Regions from separate parts of the Sus scrofa genome. Here all the other regions are linked to region 2. A link is a contact called in public HiChIP or PLAC-seq data. All regions are on one chromosome and are shown on one strand. Each heading gives the region's core, a stretch centred on a gene start, on an enhancer-like site or on the middle of the called end of the contact. The rest is flanking DNA. Distances are from core to core; before and after follow the strand shown. Region 1 has its middle 75 kb from the start of HMG20A. Region 2 overlaps PEAK1 (pseudopodium enriched atypical kinase 1). Region 3 overlaps HMG20A (high mobility group protein 20A). Region 4 overlaps PEAK1 (pseudopodium enriched atypical kinase 1).

Region 1 (5,739 bases), core at 1,342-3,841, 170 kb before region 2:
GTTATTGTGGGAGCCCAGAAAAAAGCCGAGTGCTGGTATCTTACAGATGCTGGGCCTGGGGATGGTGAGAAGGGCCACTGCAGAGGGGGTTCCATGGCTGAATGAGAGGGGTTTCTGTGAATGAGGGATGGTGGGGGATGGTTAGGGGAGTGGGGCAAAGCGAGGGAGAGGCATGGAGAATGACGGGTTCTCTAGCTTGAGTGGGCAGTGGAGTTCTTGACTGAGCTGGCAGATGCAGGAGAAAATGTGGGTTTGGGGAGACTATTTAATTTTGGACAAATTGAGTTTGAAGATTCTGCAGAGTGCCAGATGGAGAAGGCCCGAGGGAGCTGGAAATAGAGATCAGGAACTCCAGTGAGGAGGGGCCCGGAGATTCAGATCTGAGCTGTTGACATGCAGAAGGGAAAGCCTGGCTCCTGGAGAGAGAGAGAGAGAGAGAGAGAGAGAGAGAGGGCCAAGGTCCAGATGGTATCTGAGCAGTGGGGACTCTGGAAGGTCCTTAAGAATACAATTTTTAGATCAGGTGGGATAATCCAAGATGTAGCTCACACAGAACTTAATAGCTTATTAGAAGCTGCATGTGGTTCAGTTATTTTGATCTAGACCCAGAGATTCAGAGCTAGAGGGGATCATTTAGTCTTTTCTTTATTCAGCACCTTTTAGGGCCAAGCACTGTGAATAAATAAAAGCGAGAGTAGAGAAAGCTGTTTCCTGAGAGCAGAGTGCTCACAAATAGACCTAGAAGGAATCATGGAATTCGAAAACCACAGTAGGACTTCCCATTGTGGTCCAGTGGGTTACAAACCTGACTAGTATCCATAAGGAGGCAGGTTCGATTCCTGGGTTTGCTCGGTGGTTTAAGGATCTGGTGTTGCCCTGAGATGCAGTGTAGGTCGCAGACGCGGCTCAGATCCCGTGTTGCTGTGGCTCTGGTGTAGGCCAGCAGCTCTGATTGACCCCTAGCCTGGGAACTTCCATATGCCACAGATGCAGCCTTAAAAAGACACACACACACATAGGAAAGAAAGAAAACTACAGCAGCACAGCAAAGACACTGTCTTATCAGTGAGCTTTGCAGTTACCCAAGTCACCCAGGTTTTAATGGAGAGATGGTCTGGAGATGTTGCAAGTGACACAGACAGTGGCCTAGTTTGGAATAATGGAATGAGGGTCTTTACAGAACTCAGCTGAATGTTTTTCCACTATGACATTACTGCATCTCAACAGCCTGTTAAGGTATATAGGGTGGATTAAAATCCCCAGGTTACGGATGAGAAAACTGAGTCTCCAAGAGAGGAAGAGACCCATGCTAACCAGTGGCTGCAGTGGCTGTGAACCCAGGTTTCTTGGCTCCATCCAGACCTCATTTAGCCACCTGGGCTGAAGGAAACCTGGGAGTCAAGGCCAAAGGTGCCTGGGGACTGAGGTCCATGAGGGTGGGGATGGGGAGAGAGGCACACCACTTCAAGTTCAAGTTGCTAGTTTTGCAGAGTGTAAAATTACTGCACAAGTCCCAGAGAATAAACAGAGTTAACACCCCATTAAATACAATGGACTTTCAACGTGAGCTTGAGACGTGCCCAGATTGAAACTAGCTGAGCAGGAGCTGGCCCGTGAGTAAAATGTATCACACGCACTGCCTTAACGTTTCCAAAAAAGAAAAATCTAGCTCGGGGAGAAGAAAGCGCCGGCAGCAGCTCTGCAGGCTCAGGGCTGAGGATCCGGTAATGAAGTCTTTCTGGAAGGTAAGAAAGGGCTGTGTGCTGTATGCTATTTTTAAACATGCTGGAGCAGCACATGTATTCCTGCCCCTCCGCACTTTCTCCAGCAGAGGAGGGGCCCCGGGGAATGCAGCCAGGAATTTAGATGCTATTTATTGTATTTCCTTTTATCAGTCAAATGATTTTCCTATTTCCCACATAGATAAAGATCTTCCGCTTACAGCTCCAGCTTGTTGACCTTGTCAGGACTGCTGTGCAGTCTGGAAATTGGTCCCAGAGAGAGAAGGGCATTGTTGTGAGGGGTTTGTTTGGCGGGTTGGGTTTTTCTTCTCCCAATAGGGAGGAGATCCATTTACAAAAAAAAAAAAAAAAAAAAAACCTTCCAAAAAACAAAAACTGATTGTTTCGTGTCTTTTTCCAAAACTGCAAGGTTGTCCAAGGAATTTGGTTCCCCAACCTCCCTCTGACCTCCACCTGAATATCTCCACCCTATCTTTCACCATCTCTCTCTCTCTCTCTCTCTCTCTCACACACACACACACACACACACACACTTCAGCAGCAAGCCTGACCCTGGGCCTGCTGCTGAGCCGCAGTCTTGGCAGGCGGTGGGTGGTGGGGTGGAGGGGGCGGCAGCTGGGTCTCAGCTTGTAAGCTGAGCCAGGCTCTCCGCGGTGCCAGGACTAGAGGCCCCTTGGAGATGCCAGCAGGCCTGAGTGGGAGCAGTTACAACTTCCCCTCGCTGGAAGCTTTGGAGCCAGCAAGGCCTCTAGGAGCCGCATTTCCAGGCGAGGGAGTGGCCTCAGGGCTGCTATCCAGCGGGAGGTCTCCTCTTGGGCAAGCTGCCCTCTTTGTTTGCCTCGCCTGGGCCTGCTGGCCAGGTTCAAGGGTCGGAGCCAGCCCACTTCTCCTCGCCTTCTCAGAACGCCACCAGCGGATGATGCCGGAGGCCGGGGTTTCATTATAAATCCTCTCCATTTCTGGCTCGTTCTCAACCACAAAACATAAAGAGAGCCAGCGAGCCTCAGCTAGAATTCAGCCCCTCGCAGACTCAATGTTTGCAGAACGAGGAGCTGCAGGCCCCTCCGCCCCGGCGTGGGTCCGCTGCGGATTTTGACAGCCGCCAGTTTTTTCTGAAGCCCCAGGTTCTTCCCCAGCGTCGTGGCGCTTCCGGGCCAGGACGGCAGAGGGCAGTGGCTCTCCTGACAGCACCTCTGTCAACGCGGCGCTCACACATCTGGAAATGGGCTCTCCCACTCTCTTACGAAATGCTGGACGAGGATCGGTCTGTGTGAAATGTACTGGCACCGAGGGAGCAGCATCCGCATCAAGAATTCCACTTTCTCATTAATGCTATGTCCCCCTCAAGAGCGCTTGTGGAATGTGGGGAATTCGCCTTGCCAAGGCAGCCAGCAAATCTCAGTCTTTTGGGGCTTGGTCAGGCCTGGGTGGAATGCTTGGAAGGACCACCTCTGGTCCAAAGCCTTTGCCCTTCCCTCCCACGTGGAAGGTGAAAAACAAAACAGAGGAGCGGACCCCCCAGATCTTCCCCCAGGGGAAGAAAGCAAAAAATGAAAGCCTTGCCCTTCCGTGCCTCCTGAAGACAGCGCATGCTCATAGTTCCAGGTTCTTGAGAAACAAGACCTAATTCTAAGAAAGCATCTTCCTAAATTACAAGCGATTAGAAATGCCAGTGTGACTCGCAGTGTGCAGCTGGGAAGGGAGAAACTGGATGGCGGAGGGCAGAGCTGGCACTGGGGAAGCGCCTGCCTTCTACTCTGAGACTGCTCCCTAGACTTCCCAAAGCTGCATGCATTTAAATGTCCACATTTTTTCCACAGAAGCCAGCACTCTGGACTTCTCTTGGCCAAACAACACATCTGTCTAATATGATGTGGGAGAAATATGTTACATTCTTTTATGAACGGAATGTTAACACCACCTAGAATCAATATTTATATCCAAGAACACAATGATCTGGCTTGTTTTGTGCTGCCCTGTTGCAGAAAGGGACATTCGGGAAGAGCTGAGAGGTTCCCTCTCTTCTTGCCCAGAAAGGCCGACCTACCAAGGCAAATCATCTGGGGCTCAGGCATCGAAAGGGTTTCGGCCTTGGAGGCCCTGCTGGTTCCCTTCCTGCCCCTGCCGCCCTCTGTCTCTTGGGACTTCAAGAGGAAGTCAGAGAGCAGCAAGTGGGGCAGGAATGTGCAGTGAGATCCAGGACCTGAGGCAGCGTTCTGTCTAGCTGACAGTCCCTGAGGGTTGCGCTTTGGGGAGGAAGGTCAGGCTTACATCCTGGCACTTCCTCCTTCTCATCAAAGGAGGAGATGATACACCTTAACATAAATCCTTAGGCCAGAGACTTCTGGGAGCCTAAAAACAAAGAACAGTGGGTAAAAACATTTTCTTTCATGCTGGTAATATTTTTTTGGCCAGGCAATGACCCTTATCTGAGACAGCCACTGTCACAGAGACGGAAGCCACCTCTCCCCTCCTCAGAATCAAGGAGATCAAGCTCCTTAGGATGGTTTATTCTTTTTTTTTTTTTTTTTTTTTTTTGTCTTTTGTCTTTTCAGGACCACACCTGCGGCATATGGAGGTTCCCAGGCTAGGGGTCTAATCAGAGCTACAACTGCTGGCCTACACCACGGACACAGCAACGCCAGATCCAAGCCGTGCCTGCAACCTACACCACAGCTCATGGCAATGCTGGATCCCTAACCCACTGAGCAAGGCCAGGGATCGAACCCACAACCTCATGGTTCCTAGTCGGATTCGTTTCCGCTGCACCACAAAGGGAACTCCTGGGTGGTTTATTCCTTAATGCTGTTTTTATTCCATTGCCTTCTAAAGCTTCGGGGCCTGCAGCCTGGAGTCAGCCACTTGCAGGTAAAATCATTACCTAATTATAAAAAAACCCCAACCAAACAAAAACCTCTCCTCCTTTCCCAGAACATTTAAGTTTGCCTGTACCAAAGCATCTACAATTGTGAGAGTCCTGAATTGGTCCCTCATTTTGCAGAGCAAGCAAGCCTATTTCGTTTTCACATTAGATGGTGAAGGTTACCACTTTCAACAATAGCCCTTGTCTCTCTCATTAAATGCCTGGAGCTCATTATGGTATAACCTGCAGAAGAGTCTTTACTGCTTTAATAGGCACGGTCTTTAGAAAAGATCTTTGGCTTATATATAAGATCAAGACATGATTAATCTTGGCCCCATTTAGCCGTGGGTCAGGTTTTCAAGCTACAGAGAAACCCCTTCTTAGCATGATCATAATTTACAAGTTTCTATCATCTCTAGCCCTTTCCCCCATATTGTTAGCATGTTCAGGTGCTGCAAATCACTTGGTCTGTCTTGTATTTTCATCCTGTTGTAAGATATGAATAAATCTTTGCTATAACATCAGCTATGGTAAACAGATATTATTTCACAGTAAGCTACTGGGAAGTTCAGCATCTTCTTTACAGATGCAAAATTCCACCTGCAGAAATCCCACACAAGGAACCTATGTAAGTTAAATGCTCTAAACATCTTTAGAGATACTGCCTGATTTAAGCCAACAGAAAAGTTGCACCTGGGTCCAGATGCTGTTTCTGGTGTCAAGGGCAGAACAAAGGAATAGTGAAGGTTGGTAGTAGGGCAGATGTTCCGACAGTGAAATCTTTAGTCAGGATGGAAGAGATTGGCGGGACCTGACTTTTTGTCTGCACAGCAGGGCCAGGATCTGAGAGAAAAGTGTTAACATAAAAAGCCTCCCTGGGCGTCTTTAGTAAATGTCACCCCAAGTTCAGACCTATCTAAAGCTTTAGAATTGTCAATGTAGGTGCTTACTTAATATTTCCCCTCCTGCATCTCAACCGAACATGTCCACAAGGATCTCTGACTTCTAGCCACTCCCACCTGTCCACCCCCCAAGTCTGCTCCTCCTCCAGGCTGCCCACCTCAATCAACAGGGCCAGATGGATCCCAATAAATGGTACTCCAAGCCCACAGCTACGGTCTCTTCCCACTCTTT
Region 2 (6,295 bases), core at 1,621-4,120:
AATAGTAGAGAAAGCCTTTCTTATTTTTAATATTTAAGAAAATATTTCTTCTTATATATATATTTATTTATTAAAGGAAATAGTTATATAACCAAAAAGAAGAAAAAATACCCAGAATGCCAACCAGTCAGAGACCACCTTGATAGCATGTTGGTTGTATACTGAAGAGTTCTTTCAAATGTAGAATGAAACAAAGACACCACATATAAAAATGATTGATTTGGCTGTACAAAAATTATACCATTAAAAAAATTAATAGACCAGTGTTAAGCATGAACAAATATATTTGCCACATGATAAAAATTTGACACCTTTAATGCAAGAAGAGTGCTCATAAATCAGTAAGCAAGTGAATACCTGAATAGGGAAATGGGCAGTGATGAATATGCAGTTTGTCAAAGAGAACATTTTTTTTCGTTAACCCACTGAGCAAGGGCAGGGATCGAACCCGCAACCTCATGGTTCCTAGTCAGATTCGCTAACCACTGTGCCACGACGGGAACTCCGAGAACATTTAAACAACCAATAAACATGGGAAAATTTTGTCAATCTCATCAGCAAACAAAAAAATTTTAAGGAAAACAATTAAATACCTTTTTTTTTTTTTTAAATTGAGGCACATTTTAAAATCTACCAGATTGCTAAAGCTTTTTAAATTGAAAATACCAGTGTGGAAGATGATGCTTGGAAACAACTACTGTCATTAATAAATTTTATATTTTTCTCAAATTTTTGTCTTAAATATTTTAACAAAATAAAACAAATTAAACAAATAGAAAATATTGTATGATGGTATGCATTATTTTTTGGTTCAGAAAAAATTATCAACTCTTGCGTTTCAGTGAAAAAGGGCCCAGATACCTATTGTTGGTGAGGAGAAATGTAGTAGTACTATATCACTAGGGGTGGAATAAATTGATATAGCCATTCTCTAGGGTAGTTTAGAAAAGTGTGTTAAAATTGTTGATGATATACATAACTTTTGAGCCAACAATTTTACTTAAAATAATTTATCCCTGTAGAAAAGACCAGGAGTTCCTGTTATGGCTCAGTGATAACAAACCCACCTAGTATCCATGAGGATGTGGCTTTGATCCCTGGCTTTGCTCAGTGGGTTAAGTGTCTGGCATTGCCGTGAGCTGCTGTGTAGGTAGCAGACATGACTCAGATCTGGCATTGCTGTGGCTGTGGTGTAGGCCAGCAGCTGCAGCTCTGATTTGACCCCTAGCTTGGGAACTTCCATATGCCACAAGTGCAGCCCTAAAAAGACCCCCCAAAAAAATTAATTAATTAATTATCAGAACTATGCAAGAAGACATATTTCAAGGATATTTGGTGTATACAAGGATTTTCAAATGTTTGCAAGGGTATTTATGATACTATAAATTAAGAACCTAAATATACAAAATAGAAAAGTGAATATACTGTGGACTCTATCTATAATAGAATGCTATGCAAAAATTAGGAATGCTGTACTAGGTAGTAGTAAATGACAAAAGCTGAGTATAAATTTTAGGTACATTCTGATCCCAGGTAATTATTCAGCCATTTATTCACAAATACTTAGTGACAATCCAGGCATTGTTCTAGAATCTAAATACCCTTTCTTTGCTTTCATGGAACCTACATTCTAGTCAGGAGAGACAGAATAGTAAACAAATAATCAGTCAGCTGGTGATAATACTCTCCCGAAAAAATATAACAAACAGAGTAAGGTAGATAGGGAATACCAAGGAAAGGGATCAAGAAGTTTGCTGTTGACAAAGTGAGTCAGGGGAGTCTCTGAAAAGTGACCTTTGAATTGAGACCTGAAAAAAAGCTAGAGAGAAGAAAGCGATTTTTTTATCTGACGGGTGGGGGTGGGGTGGGGGCAGGGGGAGAGTATTCTTGATAGCAGGAACTGCAGGTCCAAAGACTTCAGTCAGAGATGAGTTATGTGTTCCAGCAAAAGGTTGGAGATCAGAAGTTTCCATCGTGGCTCAGTGGTTAATGAATCCGACTAGGAACCATGAGGTTGCGAGTTCGATCCCTGGCCTTGCTCAGTGGGTTAAGGATATGGCATTGCTGTAGCTGTGGTGTAGGCCAGTGGCTACAGCTCCGATTAGACCCCTAGCCTGGGAACCTCCATATGCTACGGGAGTGGCCCTAGAAAAGGCAAAAAGACAAAAAAAAAAAAAAAAAAAAAAAAAAGTTGGAGATCAGTATAGCCAACACAGATAAACCAAGGGAGAAAGTGTATAGGAAATAAGCTAAGAAAAATAGAGATTACGGATGCAAATGGAGGGCCAGAACAGTTATCTTATAGGTTGTTGTAAGCACATTGACCTTTACCCTAAGACTCTGAGACGGGATGCCATTGTAGGATTTTTGAGCAGAGAAATGAAATATAAATGATGTTTAAAAAGATCATTTTGGCTTTTTTGTGTAGAGTAGACTGGAGAGGAACAGGGTTTGGAGAATAGAGATAATTTAAGACGCTATTGTAATAACCTTGTCAATAGATAATGCTAGTTTGGACAAGTGGGAAGAAGTTTGATTCTGGATTTGTAGCATGTGCCCACAAACCCTTCTTTGAAGAAATAACTGTTTACATGTTGATGTATGTATTTAATTATCTCTATTTGGTGGGGTTGCTGATGACCTCTTTTTTTACTTATACAGATCTATGTTTTCCAAAGTTTCTGTAATGATTGCTTTTTGAATCAGAAAAAAAGGTGACTTTTGCTTTTACTGTGTTTTTTCCCATGATTTCAAAGTTTTATACACGTATAAAAATTTGAGTTGTATTTCTTTCCTTTTAGTGTTAGGCATTTCCTTCTCTCTGGTGATTCAGACAGTGAGTAGGCCCAGCCCTTAAAATAGAACCAAGATGTTAGTTAACTGACTAGCAAAACTGATTGAGGAAAGAAACTGTATCTTTTTTCAAGCTGGAAAGGACTGTAGTCAGCATTTTCCCCATCATCCTTGTTTTCTTTTGGGAAGTAAGCTTTTAGAAGCCTCCTTTATTACTTTTTTTTTTTTAATAAGTTTGGTGCTGTAAGGATACATTTTTACTTACGTGTTCTGCTGTTCTTGTGTCATCACTGATGCATAATCACTGATGCAGTGATGAAAAACTGCTCTGTAGATCAACAGAATGGTCATGTCTAGGTCATCCTTGCTCATCAGTGTGAGTCTTATTGCCGATTTCCTTAAGACTGTTTGTACAGATCATTAGAATATGCTATGAATTTTCTCCTCTGATTTACTTTTCTTATTTGCTTGATTATATCAAATATTAAAACGATTATACACCAGCTCACTCTAACCTAGGTAAAAGTTGTACTCATCCAGAGCATTTTGATTGGCAGAGAGGGAAAAAAGAAAAAAAAAGACCAGATTCAGACTTGGCTATAGATTATCTGGGTGATTGAGTTCTTAAATGATAAGACAAAACTGTTATTATCTGGAAGCATAACTTTAGTTTTGTATTAGTGGAAAATAGTAGCCCTTGCTTTGATTGGCAGTGTTTAGTCCTCTAACATACCTAGAAAATGGAGATTCTGGATTTTTGCTCTTAGCAGTGCCTCTCCAGGTGATGGAAGGAGCAGAGCAACCAAGATAAAATTTTGTTTTGCTTTGTAATTTGGTTTGAAATCATGCTTTACTAGTAAATTGCAAATATATATTGGCACTTAATTTTATAAGCAGCAAAATCACTTCATAGCCCATTGGCTATATACATTAATAAAAATAAATATGATTTTTAAAAGAAAAATATCTTACATTTTATTTTATTTTATATTTTGTCTTTTTAGGGGTATACTTGTGGCATATGAAGGTTCCCAGGTAAGGGCTTGAATCAGAGTTGTAGACACCAGCCTACGCCACAGCCACAGCAATGCAGGATCCGAGCGAGCCGCATCTTCGTCTTTGACCTACACCCACAGCTCGCAGCAACACTGGATCCTTAACTCACTGAGCAAGGCCAGGGATTGAACCTGCGCCCTTGTGGATCTGCTGAGTCATGACGGGAACTCCCCATTTTAGATTATGAGGAAATGTAATATATGAACTACTGTTTACCTAGTCTAAAAACGTTCCTGTACTTTTTATGTCTTTATACACCTGTTAAGCAACTTTGGTGGTAAATAAATGTTTTGCCATGTCTGACTTATTTTTCTTTGCCTAATTGGCATGTAGATTGAAGTTTTCCAATGATCTAAAACTTGTGTTTTTGTCATTTCCTGAATGTTTAAGTGAATATAATTCCTTTGCTTCAAAAATAATTATCTTGCCTATTGTGTTTATGCTTTCTGAATTTCTTAATTACTCTTCTGTGAATTTTGTGTGGCACTATGGAAAGAAAATCTCCCATCACTCAGACCCTATTAAATCCCAGCTCTGCTAATGAATAGCTGTCAGAATTCAGTTTCCTCATCAATAAAACTATATTATAGATTTGTTGTGATATTCTCTAGCTTTATGCCTAGTATGTGGTGGTAGGCAGCCGGTAAATATTCCTTGTCCTTTTTTCTTTTTTTTTTTTTTTTTGTCTTTTTGTCTTTTGTTGTTGTTGTTGCCATTTCTTGGGCCGCTCCCGCAGCATATGGAGGTTCCCAGGCTATGGGTTGAATCGGAGCTGTAGCCACCGGCCTACGCCAGAGCCACAGCAACGTGGGATCCGAGCCGCGTCTGCAACCTACACCACAGCTCACGGCAACGCCAGATCGTTAACCCACTGAGCAAGGGCAGGGACCAAACCCGCAACCTCATGGTTCCTAGTCGGATTCGTTAACCACTGCGCCACGACGGGAACTCCCCCTTTTTTCTTTATTTGTGTTTTATATTTGATTCCTTGTTGACTGGAACCTTTGGTGACTTTTGTTGCGGTATAAGATAATTTTTGTACAGAACGCTGTTGATGGCAGAAATAAAAGAATGTCAGTTACTGAATTTATTCTACATGGTGTTAGATCCTTAACTAAGGTCTTGCTTTTTCATTCTTTTTAAATATGTTTAAAGTGCAGTTTCTTAGTATATTCAAAACATGTACGCCAGATACACTGCAAGTTCTACCTTTGCTAGAAGCTTTGTAAGTATTGTATCTAATCCCTACAACTGTATAAGGTAGATATTTTTTTTTTCATTAAAGAGAAAACTGAGGATAATATCTGGAAAGCTTTTTAAATGTGTATATAATAATAAACCAATAATTATGGATTAAAATCCATATGGTATGCTGTAAACTGACCTGCCTAGAGAGTGAAGCTTCTGTTATCAGGCTAGAGTCATCTCCACTGGACAGCAGAGTAGTAGTTGTCAAGAAGCTGTGAGAGAGTTAGTTGAGCCTTTGCTGTTAGATATGATATTAAAGCATCCTTAAAGTCACTGCGAACTGTTACTGTTTGAGGGCCTTGCCCTTTTCCTATAATATGTTTATCAATTAATTCTTAAATTTTCAGAGTGCGAGTATCTTCCTTAATTTTAACCATTTTATCTTTGGCTTTTGCAGTAGCATTGTTTTTTCCTCTTAAAACAGATTCTTTTTAATGATTCTGATTATATCAAAAGGAAACTCTAATGGTTTTTTCAAAGTTGGTATAGTGTTTTAGTTTTTCAGGATTCACATAACAGAATTCCAGTAACAATCTATATGCTTAATTTCTTTCTGTTAAATATGAATATTTAATTATGGTCTTAGTGCATTGTGTTGTTACTGACGTAATGTTCCACTAATGTTTGAAACTGGTCAGTTGTTACATATATTTATATGTAAGTTGTAAAGGGAACTTGTTTCATAATTATCTGACTTTTATTCACAAATAATAGTATGAATGTTCAGGAGATGCAGACAGATGTTTTGATTATATTAGAGCCAAGTTTGAGTTTTTATCTTATTGGTGTGGGAATTTCCACTGATTCATTGGGTTATTTCTTTATTTAGCTGACTGGTTTCAGTTTAAATATACCCTTGCCCCAACAATGATTTACTAATTTAAAACAGTAATCTGATGAGTGCAGGGACTAGTTTAACATCCAAATATTTGATTCTATAGTTACTAAAAAATCAACATAAATTATTTACCATTGTGTTCGTAATTATTTAGGAACACTTTTTAGTATCAAAATCTTTGGTCCTTTTTTCTAAAGTCCTGGTTACTTATTTTCAGTCTTTTCAGAATATAGTTTGTCCAATAGTATTATTGATTACTATTGGAAAACAATAGTATTATTGATTATCATTGGAAAACAATGAGCCCTATCAGAAGTATTTGGATTTTCTTTGTGTATTCTGAATGCCTACTTTGCCTAC
Region 3 (6,548 bases), core at 1,694-4,193, 150 kb before region 2:
TTGCTTTGTTTGGTTTCATGTGTCTAATCCTGAAACAAGGAAATCACACAGAAACTTATTCCTTTTTATGCATCACAGAAATTCATATCATACTAAATAATGTATTTTAATAAAAAGCTTCATTTCTCAAATCTTCAGCTTCTATGACTGACTAAATCTACTAAATCTTTTCTGACTGCAACTACCAACTTTATTAAAGACAAAAATGCCACATATGGTTTGGCCAGCAAAATCCATAATGTTGAAAGGAATCAGTTGCTGAATAGAAAATGTGAGATCTAATGTTTTAGATTACTGTTCAAGTTTTTTTTTTTTTATTATCCGTTAAGGATAGAGACACTATAAAGGATGCTTACTTAATAGGGCAAAAAAGAAGTACAGAAGTTTCACAGTATTAGTGGGTGGGCACACGAGGAAGGAGAAATAAGTAATTATACAAGTATCCGGCAATATGGAAAGCTTACAACACTGTTCAATTATGATTTGAAATATAAAAGCGTACGTACATAGTTTCTCAAGCAAAAAAAAAAAAAAAATTCATCCTAATTGGAGCCGAGATTTCATATATAACTTCATTTATATAGGATATATTTAAGAATAAAATGCTAATATTTACTATGCTTCTCATTTCATAATTCATGGATGTAATAAATCTATTTGACTCGTGAATCTAAAAGTTTTCTCTGTTTTGAAGGTCACAAATACCAAATTAGGCATGAGTACTCCAAGATAAATGTTACTATTTTGAAAAAATGATTTCCTTGATTCAGTAAAAAATCCAATACATACAAAAGAGTATATCAGAAAATTATTATTATTTTTTTATTTTTTATTTTTTTAAAGAAAATTCTTTTTGTGAACATTTCCACTCATTTCAACAAATGCGGGGGTTATTTTTGTATAAAAATAAGTAAATATTTATGGAAGAATTCCTCTATGCAAGGGCATCATTCTAGGTGGTACAAGGATGGGTACAAGATGGAAACTAGGTTGTGTATACCTTCAGAGAGATTACAATCCAAGAGTGTTAATAACTGAAACACTCAGGTAACTTCAGCACCTTAGCCAGATCAGCTAAGTGCGTTAAGAAAAATATAGAGAGCCATGAGGTTTAAAGGGAGCTGGAGGAAACAGAAAAGGCTGCAGGAGGAAATGGAGCTTAAAGTAGAGTTTGATAGATGACTAGAATTTAGAGGCAAAATGGGATAATGGGAGAGGGTAATAGAAAAAAATAAGTGAGGGAAAGAAAGTATTTGTGTCAAAGGAAGAATTTGAGCTCAGGCACGAGGCAGAGAAGGATGAAGCACCTGGAGGACAGTGAGTATTAAAGTTTTTGGGTTTTTTTTTTTTTTTTTTTGGTCTTTTTAGGGCCGAACCATTGGCATATGGAGGTTCCCAGGCTGGGGGTCGAATCAGAGCTGCAGTTGCTGGTCTATGCCACAGCCACAGCAATGCGGGATCTGAGCCGAATCTTCGACCTACACCACAGCTCACTGCAACGCTGGATCCTTAACCCACTGAGCAAGGCCAGGTATTGAACCTCTGTCCTCATGGGTGCTGGTCAGATTTCTTTCCACTGAGCCATAGCAGGAGCTCCAGTATTAAAGGCTTTTAAGTACATAAACTACATATGGGAATTATGAGAGTTTAAGGTATTTGGAAAGGGAAATTGGGACTTAATTACAGAAAACCCTGATTGCTACATTTGAATATGATTTAGTAAGCAATGAAGAGTCATTGAGCATTTTCAAGCATGAAATTACCACAAATTTAATTTCTTACAACCATATATTAACCGTAGCCTACACATAGGCCTAAATCCTATTGCTGAGGCTGAACCAAATGGAAGGGAAAAGGCCAGAGAAAAATATGTGCCAGCAGGAAAGGAGGCATAGGAACCAAGATAACTGTCACTTGTGCTCTGCACATGCTGTAGTCGAATAGTTCATTTAAATTAAATGCCAAATTCCCTAAGTAACAACTTTTTGGGAGTCGGAATAAAGTATCTGATGATGTTAATCTATAGTCAGCTTACAGCTTTTAGTTGGTCCTCATTTCTACACCTCACTCCAAGCTCTAGCCATCTTTAGCATCTAAAGCGAATAAAATTCTTGGGTCACAAGAGGGGCTGGAGTTAAGGGGTTTAGTTCAAGGACAGATTCATAACATAAGTGTCTGCCATTTGCTAAGCATCCTCGAGCTAAAGGCAACTAACCCAGTCCTAATTATGGGACAGAAAATATTCTGCTGTGATTAAAAAAATGGTCCAATAGCATTTCAAATAGCATCACTATTATATACATATATCATACACATACACACAACGTGTAGACAGAAAGTTAATTACCTCATGATCATGAGTAGCCTGTCGGGCTGCATCTAAAAATATGAAAGAATAAGAATATTAAGCTGAAAACCAAAACAAAACAGTAACAAAACCCAAGCAAATGACTGTGCCAAACTACAAAAACTGCTGGTATATGTGGGCTCTCAAAATATAATAGCTTTATTAATCAGTCAGTTAACAAAAGTTAAAGGGAATTCCATCTTACAGGTTAGCCAATTAGACATAAGAGAGGGAGTTCCCGTCGTGGCGCAGTGGTTAACGAATCCGACTAGGAACCATGAGGTTGCGGGTTCGGTCCCTGCCCTTGCTCAGTGAGTTAACAATCCGGCGTTGCAGTGAGTTGCAGTGTAGGTTGCAGATGAGGTTCGGATCCCGCGTTGCTGTGGCTCTGGAGTAGGCCGGTGGCTACAGCTCCGATTCGACCTCTAGCCTGGGAACCCTCCATATGCCATGGGAGCAGCCCAAGAAATAGCAAAAAGACAAAAAAAAAAAAAAAAAAAAAAAGACATGAGAAACAGCAGACATCATTCTTATCTTTGAGGAGAATAGAGTGGACAGGAAATACATGCCAAAGGCTGTTTGCACAACATTATAGTTTAGCAGGCAAGATGCCCAAAGGAGAAGACGCAATAGCTAAGTAATGTCAGGCTTAGCTTTGGCAGTATTTCCTCAAGTAGGGGAACTTTTAGCAATCCTTGTAAGAGTGTGATGAACAATTTTATTTTATTTTTTGTCTTTTTAGGGCCGCAGCTTCGACATATGGAGGTTCCCAGGCTAGGGGTTGAACTGGAGCCGTAGCTGCTAGCCTACATTACAGCCACAGCAATGTGGGATCCAAGCCACATCTGGGACCTACACCACAGCTCACAGCAATGACAGATCCTTAACCCACTGAGCAAGACCCAGGATCCTCATAGATGCTAGTCAGATTCGTTTCCGCTGAGCCATGACAGGAACTCTGTGATGAACAATTTTAATGGAAACTAAAAGATCCGTGAAGATGGGGGTTTTGACTGTTTTGTTTACCTTTGCATCCTTAATATTTAGGTTAGCTCCTGATATGTAACAGGAAGTGTTCAATACATATTTTGAATACAGGCACACATGAATGAGTGAATTAAAAGGATGGTCAGTGAAAGGCCATCAATGATCACATGAAAGGCTTAGAGGTGTTAAAGCAAGGCAATTATGTAGCATAGTAGGCAGATTTGTTTAGAGGCAGAGAAATGCCTAAACTGAATAAGAAAAAAAGCACAGGGCAACTACAAGGGGTCTTAGAGTACAAGCCAAATTGATACTGGATATGGAAATACCAACTGAAATTTCTAAATGAGAGCGATGTGATTTTAATAAAACTCCAAGATGTTTTTAAGTGAATGTAGTATAATAGAGAAATGAGAGAAATGTATCTTTTATATTTAGCACTCTAATAGTAGGCTTTGTGACACCCCATCATGCAAAAACAAACTACAGATACATTTGGTTCTGGTTCTGATACCTTGCCTATGAGATTTGCCTTTCTGACGGTCCTGTGTTTTCCTACTGAAGACCTTGTAGGCCTCAGTCTTCTGATACTGCTCCAGTTCCTTCATGTAACGCTCCTTATCTCTGTCTGCTTCATCAAGGTAGCGCTAGGAAAGAAATGTTCAAGAAATAGATCTTATTGAAGTAAAATACCAATGAACTCTGTGAAGAAAACAGAGGACAATTAGAACATGGAAAGAAAAGTACACGTGAGGAATAACTTTAAGGGAGAATTAAAAAAAAAAGTCGTGAATCAGAAAAAAACGCTCAATTATAAAAGTAATAGGTGATTCTGACTTTTAAGACTGTTTATGGCTTTTTCTAACTTATTGAAGACAAGTTCTACTGAGATCACTCTCATAAAAAATTCACAAGAACATGATTATAGTTCTTCCTCTAATCCTATAGATAGAACTACACATGGCCACTAGAATCCTCAAGAAGACTAAACACCACATAGGCACAATTAATCTTCCCAGGGGAAAGGATGGAATATTACTTTGTGTCTTTATCCCCAACCCATTCTGAGGGGATGATCTCATACATCAATGGGCCTTTTAAGAGCCAGAAGAGTGGAGACATAAAGAGCATAAAAAAGAATGACCTCATCCAGTGGACCTAAAACGAACTACTGTGAGAGAGCCTGTATCTACATGCTTTGTGATATGAATTATTTAAACAAAGTTCATTGATCTACTAGGATAATTTTGTTTAATGCCTTGTACTTTTCATTCATCAATTAAGTTTAAGAAATAAAGTATAAAAACACTGCTTCTAAATGAAGTCAGAAATATGTTAAAAGCTTTATCCCACATTAAGAGCCGGATGTAGGGGACAACCGACTGGCTAACTCTGGGACAATTCAAGTATCAAAATACCTAAATGAATATCTTAGAGTATTTAGTAATAAATTATAAACTATTGGGAAAAAATTCTTTTGCCGATACCAATAGTAAATAAATAACAAACAAATACATAAATGGAGGGAGGAAGAGGGCTCTTGCTTAGACTGGAATACCGAGGGCTGACTGGTAAATGCTGAGGGAGTGAGAGAGTTGGAAAATCATCATTTTGCAAAATGATGGTAAAGATTAGATCAGGCAAAAGTCATCAATGAATGCTAAATCTAGGGCAAAATTTTGATGTGGAACAGACTATTTTCGTGTTCTTAAAGTGGTCTTTCCACAGATTGATTGTTAGTTATAAGGGAGAATAAAAAACTTTATTAAGTGAGCAACATTAACATTACACAAAAGGATATCGTGTGCCTGCATACATGATACCCTGAGCAGGACCAACACCATCTATGTGGTATTCTGACCAAGAATGCATAACCTCAATCTAATCAGGAGGAAACATCCAAAATCAAAATGAGGAATGTTCTGTTAAAAGTAAACAAAAAGGAGGGGCAGGAAGAGGGACAGACTGTATTCTTAAAATATATCAATGTGACAACCAAAGGCTGTGGAAATAGTCCAGATTAAAGGAATCTAGAGATTTGACTACTAAATGCAGAAGCTGACCCCCTGGACTGGAATCTGAACTGAAGGGGGAAAATGTTACAGAGGAATGATGTTAGGTCAACCAACAAAATTGGAATATGGATGGTAGGTCAGATAAAAGTATAGTGTTTAGTAAGGTTGTTAACTAAACTGTGGTTATGTGAGAGAATATGTCTGTTCTTAGGAAATCCACACTGAAATATTTAAGGGTATAGGACTATGATGTATGTGTGTGTGTGTGTGTGTGTGTGTGAGGGGAGAGAGAATGCACGAGTGTGCCCAAGCTTTCCCGGGAGAGTATGAGCATGTGCAAATAGAGAAAAAGTGTTAATACTAGATTAATCTGGGTAAAGGGTATTTGGGTGTACTCTGTTCTATTCTACGTTTGTAACTTCTTGCATATTTGAAAAATTACATTGAAAGAAAAAATTAAAAACAAAGACAAACACAAAAACCCTTGCCCTACTTAACTACTGTTAATTATCCCCGTGGGCTGTCACTGGAGATGACTTCTGCTTTTTTCTCTACATACTTCTGTACTGCCTGAAAATATTTTAAACAATGAGCAGGTACTAATTTTGAAATAAAAAAATTAAAGAGAAAAGCGTAGCCTAGTATGTACAGCTCATGATCCCTTTATACATTAGCACTAAAACAATGGATGATACACGCTGTTTTCTATTAGCTTGCTACCACAAGCACAGAGCTCCAAATTGCAACTCAATCTGATCTCTTTGAAATTTTTTGAATTCAGTTAATTCCCAAGAGTATTTTCCAATTTGGTTTTAGTCTGTTTGGAGTCCTTTTTAAAGAATGTAAGGCATAAAAGAAATATAGATATATTTCAGATGCTGAGAATACTGGGACCTTTTAACCCAAAACTATTCCCACAGTCATTACCATCACACCACTTCTGTGGCATTTCAATGAGTTCGTGGTTATCTTGTCTTTAATTCCACTCAAATCTCTCCAACAAATGGATTTGTTTCAGTTTGGCAATAGGGTTAGTTTCTGTCTTGGAGGAGAAAGAATTCAAATAGTTTTTGCTTTATTTTCCATAGTAGGTTAAATCTGCCAGAACTCCAGTTAAAAAAGTTTATATTAAAGCAGTAAAATCTTTTTCTTAAAAATTTCATGTGAACAAAATTTTATCAAAGGACCTTTTCTCATTTATC
Region 4 (6,115 bases), core at 1,889-4,388, 130 kb after region 2:
GGAGCGGCCCAAGAAATAGCAAAAAAGACAAAAAAAAAAAAAAAAAAAAAAAGAATGGTCTGAAGGCTTGGGAGTTCCCATTGTGGCTCAGCGGGTTAAGAACCTGACATAGTGTCCTTGAGGATGCGAGTTTGATCTCTGGCCTAGCTCCATGGATTAAGGATCTGGCATTACCATAAGCATAGGTCACAGATGTAGCTTGGATCCAGCTTGGCTGTGGCTGTGGCGTAGGCTGGCAGCTGCAGATCCAATTCAACCCCTAGCCCAGGAACTTCCATATGCTACAAGTGCAGCCTTAAAGAAAATTAAAAAAAAAAAAAAAACCCTAACATTCCAAAATACTGATTGGCCAAGGAGAGTACATAAAGTACCCAAATTAGTTGTCTCTCTTTTAACCTAAGAAAAATTTAGGAATGGAGCCAATTTTTTTCAAATCATTCATCACGATAAGCCTCATAGTGCCTTTTCCATTCAGATTTTCTTCTTCTCTCCCCCCCCCAACAGATTGATCACACTTACAAAAGCTGCTATGAAACAGAGGGGAGGTGAAAACTAACAGATGAAAATTTTGCCATGCACTGAAAGGAAAGCATTGTCTGTGAAGTTCTGTATTTAAAAATGTCTGCTTGTAACACCTTTACTGAACACGTTTGGAAACCTGGTGAATGCAAGAACTGCTTTAAACCTAAAAGCTTACACCAGCTCCCCCCAGACCCTGAAAAGGCACCCATCACCCATGGCAATAAAACTAATGCCAACCATAGTAACAACCACCGAATCAGGAACACCGGAAATTTCCGGCCTCCTGTGGCTAAAAAGCCAACTATAGCTGTGAAGCCCACTATGATGGTGGCAGATGGGCAAAGTGTGTGTGGAGAGCTTAGTATCCAAGAAAACTGTGAGAACAAACCTGTCATCATAGGATGGAATCGAAACAGAACGGCCTTGAATAAGAAACCACTTAACAATAATAATGAAGATGATATTGAAGGATTTAGCCATGTTCCTAAGCCTTATGACAATAATGATAGTGCAAAGAAGGTATCAAATAACAATAATGGACTAACTGAAGTGTTGAAGGAGATAGCAGGCTTAGATACCACCCCTCAGGTAAAAGGAAATGAAACAAACTCCAGAGAAACCTTCTTAGGAAGAATAAATGATTGCTATAAGCGATCACTGGAAAGAAAGCTTCCGCCAAGTTGCATGATGGGCGGGATAAGGGATACTCAGGGCAAGCATGTTATTCTGAGTGGAAGCACAGAAGTGATCAGTAATGAAGGAGGCCGATTCTGTTACCCAGAGTTTTCTAGTGGCGAAGAGAGTGAGGAAGATGCGCTTTTCAGTAACATGGAGGAGGAGCATGAGAGCTGGGATGAGAGTGATGAAGAGCTGCTGGCCATGGAGATTCGTATGAGAGGGCAACCTCGCTTTGCCAACTTTAGGGCAAACACTTTGTCTCCTGTTCGATTCTTTGTGGACAAAAAATGGAATACTGTCCCCCTGCGAAATAAATCTCTTCAGAGAATCTGTGCTGTCGACTATGATGACAGTTATGATGAAATCCTGAATGGTTATGAAGAGAATTCTGTGGTCTCCTATGGACCAGGAAGCATTCAGAGCATGGTGTCATCTGACTCCACATCCCCAGATTCCTCTTTAACAGAAGAATCACGGTCCGAGACAGCCAGTAGTTTATCCCAGAAGGTTTGTAATGGGGGACTATCTCCCGGTAACCTGGGGGATTCTAAGGACATGAAGGAAAGTGAGCCCAATTGTGAAAGCCCCAGTGGTAATAATCAGGAGAAGACCTCAGCACAAGCATCCAAAAGCTCAGTAAAAGTTCCAGAGACACACAAAGCGGTCCTTGCTCTCCGATTAGAAGAGAAAGATGGCAAGATTGCCGTTCAGACTGAGAAGCAAGAAAGTAAAGCCTCTACAGATATTGCTGGGCAAGCAGTAACTATAAACCTCGTTCCTGTAGAAGAGCAAGCAAAGCCATACCGAGTAGTGAATCTGGAGCAGCCATTGTGCAAGCCTTACACTGTCGTGGATGTGTCAGCAGCCATGGCCAGTGAGCACCTCGAGGGCCCCGTTACCAGCCCCAAAACGAAGAGCTCATCTTCTACTCCTAACTCTCCAGTGACATCCCCTGCATTGACATCAGGACAAGTAAGTGCCCATTTCCAAAAATCCAGTGCAATCCGCTACCAGGAAGTCTGGACTTCCAGTACCAGTCCACGACAGAAGATACCTAAAGTAGAATTAATTAGCGGTGGGGCCGGACCAAATGTCCCTCCAAGGAAAAACTGTCACAAATCGGCACCTACTTCACCCACGGCTACAAACATTTCCTCCAAAACTATCCCTGTTAAGTCACCTAATTTGTCTGAAATAAAATTTAATAGTTATAACAATGCTGGTATGCCACCTTTTCCAATTATCATTCATGATGAGCCAACTTATGCTCGGAGCTCCAAAAATGCTATCAAAGTTCCCATTGTCATCAATCCAAATGCATATGACAATCTAGCCATTTACAAAAGTTTTCTCGGAACAAGTGGAGAACTTTCAGTGAAGGAAAAAACCACAAGTGTAATAAGCCATACTTATGAAGAAATAGAAACTGAAAGCAAAGTGTCTGATAACACCACTAACAAACCCACTGAATGTCCCCAAGCTAAAGGGTTTTCAAACAGCACAGAGCGTAAAAGGGGCTCAGTGGCTCAGAAGGTTCAGGAGTTTAACAGCTGTCTTAACAGAGGTCAGTCTTCACCGCAGAGAAGCTATAGTTCCAGCCACAGCTCCCCAACAAAGCCCCAGAGAACCACTCAAGAACCTGTGGCCAAAACAGAAAGCACTCAGGAGTCTCAGGTCGTGAGCAACAGCAGCAGCACCAGGGAGAAAGCGAGCACAGTGCTTTCTCAGATTGTAGCTTCTATCCAACCCCCACAGTCTCCTCCAGAAATGCCCCAGTCTGGCCCTAAAGCTTGCAGCGTGGAAGAGCTTTATGCAGTTCCTCCCGATGCCAGTGTTGCTAAGAGCACACCTAAGAGCACACCGGCCCGGCCCAAATCTCTCTTCACATCCCAGCCCAGTAGTGAGACTGAAGCAGCACCTCAGACCACAGAAAGTCCTACCACCAAAGTACAGAAAGATCCACTCATGAAGCCAGTCACCACTCCCCCCTCCAAATTAGTGACTAACCCCCCAAATGAGCCACCACCTCCCTTTCCCCCACCACGCTCTACATCCTCCCCTTACCACGCAAGTAACCTTTTGCAGAGGCATTTCACCAACTGGACCAAGCCAACCAGCCCTACCAGGTCCACAGAAGCTGAATCAGTTCTGCACTCAGAAGGCAGCAGACGGGCAGCTGATACAAAACCTAAACGCTGGATATCATTTAAAAGTTTCTTCCGCCGTCGGAAAACAGATGAGGAAGAAGACAAAGAGAAAGACCGAGAGAAAGGGAAGCTGGTGGGCCTGGATGGCACGGTCATCCACATGCTGCCCCCTCCTCCAGTTCAGCGCCACCACTGGTTCACAGAAGCAAAGGGGGAATCCAACGAGAAGCCAGCCATTGTCTTCATGTACAGGTGTGAGCCTGCCCAAGGCCAGCTCAGTGTGGATCAGGGCAAAGCCAGGGCAGAGCAGTCAGCAGTCACAGAGAGGAGTGGAATGGAGGATGGGTTACTACAGGACTCAGAGAAGAAGAAAAGAAGTCACTCTTCTCCATCACAGATACCTAAGAAAATTCTCAGGTATGTAAAAGAGGCTGGCAGAATGTGGGGATTTTTTAAAACATTTTCAGATGCTAAGGTTTTTTGCATCCCTAAGATTGTATAAGAGCCATTTTTGTTTGTGAGTAGCACTCAGCGGCCATCATCTGTCTCTATAACTGCATTCCAAGATTAGAATATTATTAAAGTGATTTTATTGCAGTGAACAAGGTTTATGCTCCTGGATTTTTTAGCTAAAGTAACCTGCAGCATTCCAGTAAATGCAAAGGGGCTTTACCATAGAAAAGCAAATCCGTAACACTTTAATAGCAATAAGTAATATGTTGCTTTGAAATATGCTATGACAGTGTGAGGAAGAAACGGGATCAAATGGGTAAATGGTGGTACTGTTCTTTTCTTCATGGTAAATGAAATCAAACTCTTTAAGCAGGCTTTTTCTTTTGGTGGGGATTAGGAGAGCTTTCATTGAGGTGTTATCTCTATATGCATTTTTTAAAAGGACTGTATTTTTTTTTTTATTGCTGTCTCTTTCTGTCCTTATTTCAAGTGTTGTGGAAAGGTGGGGGAAAGAGCAAGCAGTTTATAATTGTTTAACATGTAGATGAAATAAGAGAAGTGGTTATTGAGATTGAGACCCAGTGTTACAATCTTCTATCCAACTAGTACACCCACATCAGTTTTCTAAGCATTAGTTTTCTTTTACCTTGAGTAACCTACCGTCTATAAGGTTCATTGATCACCTACCCTGTATATATCTCAAATCCTTGTAACAGCCCTACAAACTGGTTGTATATTTCCCTTGAGGAAACTAAAAATCAGAGAAATTAACTGGCCAGATTCACGAGGCTAGTAATTGTCAAAGTCAGAATTCAAACCCTGATCTATCTCACTGTAAAATTTGTATTCTTTCAATAATGTTACATTGTTAAGGAACATAAGATCAAACAAAATTTGTATATTTTCACATGTAACATTCACATAAACATTTGTTTAGGATGCTTAAGTTTTTTCATTCTCATTTCTATCGTAAGCAAAATTAATGAACTGCCAATAAAAACAAAGAACTGTTGTTTGTAACAAATGATTTCTTTATATCCCCTGTTCTTTTTATTCTTAAACAAAGATATGCCCTGAGTATTCCATTCATCTGATTTTTAGTCTTCCTCCCTCTTGATTTACAGAGAGCTTTCTCTGCCAGGCCTGGCCTCCTCCCAGCAAAGACAGAAAACTCTGATATAGGACAGATTTTCTCACCAGCTTGTCTTTAGAAAAGTGTGAATAAAAATGAACACTTAATCCCTTCACTTTTTCTAGCAAAATGCTAGGAAGCTTTATATATATTCTTTACTAAAATAAACTTTTTGCATATCCCCAAATGGTTGCCAAAATGCTAACAAGTTCCTGTTTTCCTTATATCCATGTAATCACAAAGCAAGTGGAATAGTGGTAATGTATTTCTGGGAAGAACGGCTTTGTCATTGGTAGTTGAAAGTAGATGATAGAATATTATACTCCAGTAGTAATAAAATGCATGTATTGCAGGTTACTGTTTTATTTAGAAAAGAAGCAATTTAAACAATGCATGGTTGGAGTCACCTATAAGGGAATGGCAGATGATCAATAAATAGCTTTACTCCTCATTAAGTATGGCTACAGTATATTTATCCATATCCTGGAGGGCAGAGTCAAGGAATGATTTGGCTTCTCTTCTATGGAATAAGACCCTCTCCTTCGGCTACATGCCACTGTATGTGGGCTTGAGGGTAGCCCAGGCCCTTGGTGTGGCAGATCTCTTACTATACAGCTTATATTTTCACAGATTTGCTTGTATAGGGGCTGTCATATCTTCCAAATCTATCAGTCCTTTATAGGTAACATTTATTTATCCAAATGATGTGGTGCATTTGCCACATTGGTTGTCAGATTTAACCATGCATCACAATAACTGGAGGGCTATTAAAATACAGATTGCTGGGCCCCACCTGCAGAGATTTTGATTAAGTAGGTCTGAGTTGAGTCCTTCTAATAAGTTCCCTAGGTGACATGGCCGCTACTAGACTTAAGACCACGCTTTGAGAACCACTGATGTTACCACTATTCTAAACGTATGTGCTGTAGTCTAAGCAAGCAATTTTGAGGTATTAAACTTTTCTTATAGGCACTTTGGAATTTTTACATTGCATAATGTCCCAAACTAAGTAGAAAAGGAAGTATTAAATAGTTTTAAAAAACTATTTGGAAAATTTAAAACATGAATACTCATTTTGAAAAAGATGTACCATTTGCTTTTTCAATAATTGCTTCATCTACTTGGGTACCATTAATATTTACTTGAAGCAACTTTGAGAGGAAAAACATTTCTGTCAAATGTC

Evidence for each region. HiChIP or PLAC-seq counts read pairs in DNA pulled down with a chosen protein or histone mark.
Region 1: a contact with region 2 is called in an H3K27ac HiChIP or PLAC-seq map of alveolar macrophages. The contact joins two enhancer-like sites. A contact is called at or near these places in 1 of 47 Hi-C or Micro-C datasets (embryonic fibroblasts) and 1 of 2 datasets of contacts at active chromatin or transcription factors (alveolar macrophages).
Region 3: an H3K27ac HiChIP or PLAC-seq map of alveolar macrophages shows a contact between it and region 2. The contact joins two enhancer-like sites. A contact is called at or near these places in 2 of 47 Hi-C or Micro-C datasets (embryonic fibroblasts and epiblast stem cells) and 1 of 2 datasets of contacts at active chromatin or transcription factors (alveolar macrophages).
Region 4: a contact with region 2 is called in an H3K27ac HiChIP or PLAC-seq map of alveolar macrophages. The contact joins two enhancer-like sites. A contact is called at or near these places in 1 of 47 Hi-C or Micro-C datasets (embryonic fibroblasts) and 2 of 2 datasets of contacts at active chromatin or transcription factors (alveolar macrophages and skeletal muscle).

What each region holds. Positions count from the first base shown.
Region 1 is chr7:57,576,138-57,581,876 of Sscrofa11.1, reverse strand. No RefSeq gene overlaps it. Among named protein-coding and RNA genes, the nearest start is that of HMG20A, 75 kb to the right of the region's middle. Within about 2 kb of position 2,591, at least 64 of the 83 cell types and tissues checked have an H3K27ac peak or open chromatin away from gene starts, as enhancers often do. A contact at or near this core is called in alveolar macrophages, where this site is marked.
Region 2 is chr7:57,405,921-57,412,215 of Sscrofa11.1, reverse strand. All of the region lies in intron 1 of PEAK1 (pseudopodium enriched atypical kinase 1), which reads left to right. Among named protein-coding and RNA genes, the nearest start is that of PEAK1, 36 kb to the left of the region's middle. Within about 2 kb of position 2,870, at least 5 of the 83 cell types and tissues checked have an H3K27ac peak or open chromatin away from gene starts, as enhancers often do. A contact at or near this core is called in alveolar macrophages, where this site is marked.
Region 3 is chr7:57,551,891-57,558,438 of Sscrofa11.1, reverse strand. HMG20A (high mobility group protein 20A) reads right to left here. Exons shown (of 11, transcript XM_021099019.1): 6 at 3,846-3,978; 7 at 2,348-2,379. Among named protein-coding and RNA genes, the nearest start is that of HMG20A, 51 kb to the right of the region's middle. Within about 2 kb of position 2,943, at least 2 of the 83 cell types and tissues checked have an H3K27ac peak or open chromatin away from gene starts, as enhancers often do. A contact at or near this core is called in alveolar macrophages, where this site is marked.
Region 4 is chr7:57,276,089-57,282,203 of Sscrofa11.1, reverse strand. PEAK1 (pseudopodium enriched atypical kinase 1) reads left to right here. Exons shown (of 6, transcript NM_001244188.1): 3 at 505-3,764. The coding sequence starts at 619. Among named protein-coding and RNA genes, the nearest start is that of TSPAN3, 92 kb to the right of the region's middle. Within about 2 kb of position 3,138, at least 18 of the 83 cell types and tissues checked have an H3K27ac peak or open chromatin away from gene starts, as enhancers often do. A contact at or near this core is called in alveolar macrophages, where this site is marked.